Linked DNA regions of Rattus norvegicus: region 2 is linked to region 1. Evidence: chromatin contacts called from public Hi-C data. All regions are on one chromosome and are shown on one strand. The core of a region is the stretch at or near the end of the contact, and the rest is flanking DNA. Distances in the headings are between cores, read along the strand shown. Region 1 overlaps Tnik (TRAF2 and NCK interacting kinase). Region 2 has its middle 39 kb from the start of Slc2a2.

Region 1 (3,595 bases), core at 704-3,203:
ATACTAAAGTTTTTAGGTTTATCATAAAGGATTTTCCTTTATCTAAAGACGGGACTACTTCAGTTTAGAAATGGATACGCTCTGCTAAATAAGGACCTGCACCATCTTCTTACGTTAGATGCTTACTTGAGTGTAGTTATGGCAAGATGCTAGAACAATTAACAAACTTGTGGAGACATAAGCTCAGTTTTTATTATCTGCTTATTGCTCACACTGTAATTATGATTACGTGAAATAATTATTTATATATCTGATGAGTGATGTAATGATAGGAACCCTGGGTTCTGTCGGTGGCTTATTTTTAAGGGCTTCATGTACTTTGACAAATCTTTTCACTGTTTATGAAAATAGAATATTATGCATCTTCGCTTGGTGAAAAGATTGAGTGACTAACTCATTATTCCATCACATAAAATAGCACTCAATAAGTGCTTACCAAGAGAATGAATGACACATTTGTCATCTGAGCGCTTAGTTACTGTGGTCTATGTGTTTCTGATAACATAATAATCAGAATTTACAATGATGCCTTTGAAGGGATACAGAATTCTTTAAAGCCTTCTGGATTTCCCACTATTAAAGGACGAGTCTAATTCTGCAAACAAATGATACATATGCCAGTTATTTTCTGTATAAAATATCTGTACAAAAAATATCCTGTATCGTAAGAAAGTCAGGTAGGATAGATTTTTACAGGGATATATGATATATGAAATGTTGGTTTCTGCTCGGCTCTTTTATAATTTTTTTACGGTGTGAACTGCCCCCCCCCCCACCTTTGCAATGCTAGGGACTAAACCCAATCCCTCCTTTTAAATACTCTGCCATCGAGCTACACCCCAGCCAACATGGCTTGTTCTCTGACCTTACAGAGAAAGATTCACAAAGATTAACACATCCTTAAAAGAAACATTAGGTAAGCATATATAGGAAAAATTAGTATTTTATGTGACTTTTAGATTAAACCACTTGCTTTTCTGTAATACCTATTTTATTGTTTATATAAGATGAAATTTGCTCAATGTCTCATTCAAGTTCTTTTACAAAGTTATTAGCAGATATTGTCCTTCTTGTCTTCTGTTTTTGAATTTCATAGGAATTTGAGCACATGGGACTAGTTACATGCATTATAAGGTGCCTTTGCTATCTTGACTGGAATTCCACAAGCAAGAAGCTGTGGTTTTCTGGATAACCGAGGTAAAATTTTTCTGATACTTAAGAGGGTCTCAAAGTCCTAGTGAGTACTGATCAACTATTGCTCTCAGGTCACACCTTCTTCTGTAACTTTGTGTTATCGGTCGGCATGTGTGTGCCAAGGCAGTGAAATAAGACAGCCTTGATCAGAAGGACCAGATTAGAAATGTTCAGAAGGCTGATGGGAGATGAGTAGGTTAAGCAGGATGCTGACATTTTTAAAACGTTTTCCAGGTATAGGCAAGACACAGCATTCAGAAATGTTACTGTCTCCTGCAATTAGTCTTATGGCTTTATAATTACATGATCCTAGTTTATGTGACACAATCCGATCACTAAAATATTTGGGCTAATACATGTCAAATGATAATTAAAAAATATTTCTATGCAAAGGAAAATTTAACAGCTGTTTTTCAGAGCCATCTTTAGAAGCAATCCTAAATGTTTTCCACAGTCACACTTGAAGTGCTCTGCTTCTTTCTGAGAACATGCATGTCTCTTTCATGCAGAAACCCGCAGTCTTCACGAATGCAGAGCTTGTGGACATGAAGCTCTGTGCTGCCTGGTGGGGATGGTGTGGGCTGGGTCTAATGCTTTGCCACACAGTCCGACTAAGGAAAGAGGAAACTGCAGCCTCAGAGGATGACAAGAAAGGACGAAATAATTCTGATTCCCACACAAAGGCAGTGGTGGGGCCTGGATGTCACCAGATTGCTATGGAAAACATACTCCCCCATGTGGTCTGCTTTGTGAATAGTACTCTGCCCAGTCAACATCCCTTCCTCCCTTGGTCAAACACTGCTTAGCTGGTTTCAGTGTCTGGCACTGTACTCTCCGATGGGGAGCAGTCGGACAGACTCAGGCTGTGGTGATGCATTTTACAGGTGCTGTGTGTGTTTGTGAACCTTGTCTGTACCCCCCCCCCCAGCTTACCTTTATGTTTCTAAATAAGTGCATATAAACAAGCCCATTGTGCTATAAAGATTAGAAAGGCTCCTTTAGGGCACAAAACACAAAGGGCTCATCATGTATGGGAGGGGGTGAGCTTTCTTGATTGAATCTCCTAGTCACTTGTCTCTGTCTCCTAATGTCAAGACATCTCAGAAGGTGACTTGGAATGAATGCGGAGGAAGGGGCATGGAGAACATTCTAGAACAAGGCCCTCTCTAGTTGTCAAAAGATAAGACACTAAGGTTCCAAGACAGACAATATGAATAAGTTGGTTCTTGTTTTCTGAGTTCCTTTATGGTATCTCCCCTGATTGCTGTTTCTGCTCTCAGTTACCACCACATAAATCTGTGGCTGGACCAACTCTGTAGGTTACAGTTTCAAACCCATACGGTGCCTTCTTGAGACTACACGAGGGCAACCTTCGGGGCAATGTCGAAAGCCTCTCTGCTGTGCCTGTGCTGTTATTTCTCAGTTAAAAAACCAAGCTGAAGTCTTGTGTACATCTCATGAACACGCAGAAATTTCCTTATTCCTTTCAATCGCCAGAGACAAGTTTTAAAGGAAAAGATTCTCAAAAGCCACACCATCAGTCCCACTTTCAAATATGGACAGTAGCGATGGGGTTCTCAGCATGAAAACTATCAATTTGTAAAGCCATTTCCCTTCCACGAAGTTGCTTAGAGCTCACACATGCACACTACTGCCTACCTCATGCCCGGTTTACTCATGTCAAAGCTCAGGTGAAAGTGTCTTAAGAGTTCAGCTAATCTCCGCTCACACCTACGGCATGTAGCACACCACGATGAGGCTTTTCTTTCCAACTCTTCCTCATGTTTTCTCACTGCCTTTCTTTCTACGCATTTAAGTAGATGTGAACTTTCTGCTAGGAAGTGTCTTTCTGAATGGTTGAGCGGTCTTCATCTACGCATGCTGTGGTGTTTTCTCTTGTTGGTAGGACTCTGGTGCTCTGCACTATCTTGTTTTGTGGGCCTGAGGTAAAGTGGTCATCTCACATTCTTTTGGGCATCGTTCTGGGCACTTCTTTTATCTTCTTTTCCACAATCACTAAGTTTAGTTTTTTTTGATTTTTGTTTTTTATTTTAGTGGGACACATCCTCAGTAGCTTTCTCAGAGACGGTGCATGAAATGGAATATTCTGGAGCTAGGGCCTGCCTATAAATGTCTTCACACTGACGTGTAATTTGATAGCATAATGCTTAACTTTATAGGTCAATTTGGCTGGGCTAATCAAATCAAATATTCGATCAAACATTATTCAATGTGTTTCTATCAGAGTTTTCCTGATGAGAATAATATTTAAAATAGTTGCCTGGTAAAGCAGAGTACAGTGTGCCTTAGCTAAGAACTTGAAGGTCTGAATAGAACCAGAAGGCAAAGCCTCCCCCTGTCCCAGGTGAGGTATGAGTTTTCTTATCTTCAAACTCAGGCT
Region 2 (3,595 bases), core at 557-3,056, 79 kb before region 1:
ATATGCAGAGGTGGAGAAGGCAGGGATTAGAGTAATACTTCGGGGTTCTGACTGGTAGAACTGTTTTTAGATAGTGGAGCTCAAAAGCAACTTTTCAAATCATAGTAACGTGTTAAACCTTCTTGAGGAATTACAGAGTATGGAGTGTTCCTACGAATCCAGTGCACTTCATTTTTGAAAAAATGTCATTTTATTAATAATTCGTCTACACTTCATTGCAGTGGGACCATATACTCTGCAGTGCTCAGAGTCATTTGTGCTAACGACCAGCGGCTCTCTCCTTCTTCGAAGGGGAAGCTGCAACAAATGAGTGGTGTTTATTAATGTGTCTGTGTATCTGGGGCTTTCTTATCAGCAGTTCATCCACAGACGAGAAACCCAAGGCTGGGAGGGCAGGGCTCAGTTCCCAGAGCTGTGAGGGCGTCATTCAGATTCCTCCAAGGACACTGGACAAGCATTTGCCAGGTTGAGAGAGAGAGAGTGAGAGAGAGAGAGAGAGAGAGAGAGAGAGAGAGGGAACCCATGAGCATGTTTGTGCTACTGCTGTCATCATGGGACAGTAGATGTGCCCATCTGAAGGTGCTGACAGGATAGATGTGCTACAATTATTTACAGGGGCCTGAGAGATGCCTCAGTTGTAAGGGCATCTGCACCAAGCTTGGTGACCTGAGTTTTATCCTCTGGTCCTAGATTTGATCCCCTCTCCTCACATGTGACATGGCCTGTTACTCCTCAAATAAATACAATAAAACTATTTTAAAGGCTATCTGGCACATAGTAAACACCTAATTTATACACTGGTTGTCTTAGAAGTGAACTCAAAGGCAACTAAATGGTTTGTTAAAAGTCACCCTGGGACTGAAGGAACGGCTTGTAGTGATCTTACCGAGGACCCAAGTTCAGTGCCCAACACCCATGTCAGGCAGCGCACAGCCTTCAGCTCCAGAGGGACCACCACTGTTGGTCCCTGGGGTGCCATATATCCTGCACCCATACATATACATAATGTAAGAAAAATCAGATCTTTACAACGTCCCTCTATGGTAGGCTGAAATTGAGCCCCTATAGATTTTTATGTGGAATATATTCCCACCTGAAAATGGAAGCAAGGTGGTGATTCCAGTTCCATTTAGCGAAGTACTATCCAACATTGAAAACTATCTAAAAGTAGGGAGAGAGAGGTGGTTTTTAAAATAGCTTACCTCTGCCCTCCCCCGCCCTGACACACACGCCCTGGAGTTTCAGATGACCGTTTGCTACAATATTGGTGCTAGGAAGCAAACGTGAGCCCTTTGCAAACGCAGTAATTGCTTTTAGCAACTGAGGCCTCCCTCCAGCCTGTATAGACTGTATTCTTCAGTTATTTATTTATTCACTGAATTTCAGTTTCAGAGCAAAGATGCAGCCTTTGCCTTCTACAAGCAAGACCTCCCTCCCTCACAGCGTTCCCCACCAGAGTGCAGTAGACCAACTAAACTCACTGACAGGTCCTCATCGCCCAAAGGCCATGGGTTATGTTGGGGTTCACGTTTGGTGTTATGTAGTCTGTAGCTCTAGACAAAAGCACTGATATGATATGTATCTAACAGTAGAGTATAGTATGGGGTGTAGTTAGTTTTAATGTCCTAAACATTCTTTGTGAGTGAGATCCAGTGGTTTCACAAGACAAAACAGCCAGACACTTGGTTGCAAATGACCTGGGTAAAAATCCACGAGGAGAGATCCCAGGCCTTATCTGGACAGCGAGTGGACTCTGAGATGCACCGGGAGAGCACATGGACAGCAGCACAAGCAGCTTAGAGTGAAACTGTTGATCAGCAAGCCCAACTGCAGACTTCAGATTAGCATCAAGGTGCGTGCATATTCACTTGAATACTGCGGAGAAAGGAGCATCCCCACAGCAGCTCCCAGATCAGACTCTGCTCCCCAGCAGGGAACTGGAGGCCACCTTCCATTGCTGCTCTTGCACCTACCAGAAAGATTCAATTTAGACTGTGATATCACAGTCAGGACCAGCCGTCTGGGGTTGGGGAGACAGCACAGCAGTAAAGTACTTGCCATAGGAGCTGAGATAGGACCCCCGGCGTTCACTGAAAAGCTTTGGTGCAGAGGGCCCACATCTGCACCTCCAGCAGTGGGGCTGAGCATGCGTGGAGACCGGTGAGTGTCAGCATTTGCTGGCGGTCAGCCTAGCTGAGATGGTAGGCTTCAGGGCTTGTGAGAGACTGTGCGTCCAACAAGGTGGAGTGCAACAGAGGGCGATCGGTACCGTTGGCCTCCTCCACACTTGCATGCTCCACTGTGCTCGCACCCAGTCCCCCAACACACACACCGCCTTCTATCAAACATCCTTCAAAATACTTTCCTGTGACGAGGATACATTGAAAATAAGACAGAAAGAACCATGCGACATTTTATTAAGCTCATTTCCAAGGCTAAAGTGAATAAATGTGCTTGCCACCGAGTAAGATCGTCACGGTGGGTTTCCCAGTGACATTTTGGATTAATGGAAAACTATTTGGCTTTGGAATAGGTTTTGAAGTGGAAGTTGATGTGTTTTGATCGGTTTTGAATCAATTTACAATTCATGAAGCCCTCAGATGGCAGAAAATAATGACTGCTGTGTGAGGCCGCTTGGTGAAAGTCACAGGAATCATCAACAGAGATTAAAAGTGTCTCAAGGCAGAGGATGGCTCTGGTAGAAGCCTAGAACTGTGGTAAACAGGCCATTTGTTAACAGGGAAGGGCTGGCTCTGCGACAGGTCTCTTTCCTGCACAGTATTTTAATACTCAACATGTAACCAACCGGTTTCATGTAACTGTAGTTTATTCTTAGGGGATATTGTTTAAAATAAATTATTTGTAGTAAAATAATATAAAAGCTTGGGCTTATGTGGAAATTTCCACTGGAGAATTGGAATTAGCATTGTATAGGATACTGTGTAGGAGAGGGATGTAGCGTGGTAAGGGATACCGTGGGTTATAGTATTGGATAGAATACCATAGCACATAGTGTCATGTAGACACCTATACTACTGCAACATACTATATTTTTTATTTTAATAAACAGCCCGGGCAGGAAGTCTATCTAACTTTGACCAGGAAATGATTTTATTTCCCTCATTTCTTGGTGATGGTCAGTTTATGCTAGTCCAAGCTCAAATCCGAGTCTCAGAACCGTGGTGCCCCTGATCTAGAATGGATCTTAGTGACCGTCTGTCATCTGATGCTTCCCCCTTCCCATTACAGAGCTCAGGGTTCCCCCAAAGTCTCAGAACCTAACTGATACTAGGCACCATGCTTATTCTACAAAACGAACATGTTTGCAGAATACTGAGGAAGGTTTAGGAGGAGAAGCTCTATTTGTGATGAGGTAATGCTTGCAGTAGTGCAGGAGGCAGCTGAGGGCCTTTTCATGTGATATGGTGAGTCCTTTGTGTACATAAAGGTGAGGACTACTGGGATAAATGGGATGCTCTGCTCGGGGACACTCCAGGAAAGAGAGCTTAGAGCCTGTTTTCTAGAAAGTAGAACTCTAGAACAGCCCTAAAGGTTGAATAGGCATGTAGGGGGTTGGACTGTTGCTGCTTCTATT

What was found. Hi-C and Micro-C count contacts between places; a contact is called where the count stands out from the background.
Region 2: a Hi-C map of liver shows a contact between it and region 1, with 17 times the contacts expected there. The contact joins two enhancer-like sites. A contact is called at or near these places in 8 of 12 Hi-C or Micro-C datasets (the A7r5 cell line, the Rat2 cell line, Schwann cells and 3 more).

Annotation. Positions count from the first base shown.
Region 1 is chr2:113,498,644-113,502,238 of GRCr8, reverse strand. The region is part of intron 27 of Tnik (TRAF2 and NCK interacting kinase); the gene reads right to left. Among named protein-coding and RNA genes, the nearest start is that of Slc2a2, 40 kb to the left of the region's middle. Within about 2 kb of position 1,953, at least 10 of the 93 cell types and tissues checked have an H3K27ac peak or open chromatin away from gene starts, as enhancers often do. A contact at or near this core is called in liver, where this site is marked.
Region 2 is chr2:113,577,377-113,580,971 of GRCr8, reverse strand. No RefSeq gene overlaps it. Among named protein-coding and RNA genes, the nearest start is that of Slc2a2, 39 kb to the right of the region's middle. Within about 2 kb of position 1,806, at least 1 of the 93 cell types and tissues checked has an H3K27ac peak or open chromatin away from gene starts, as enhancers often do. A contact at or near this core is called in liver, where this site is marked.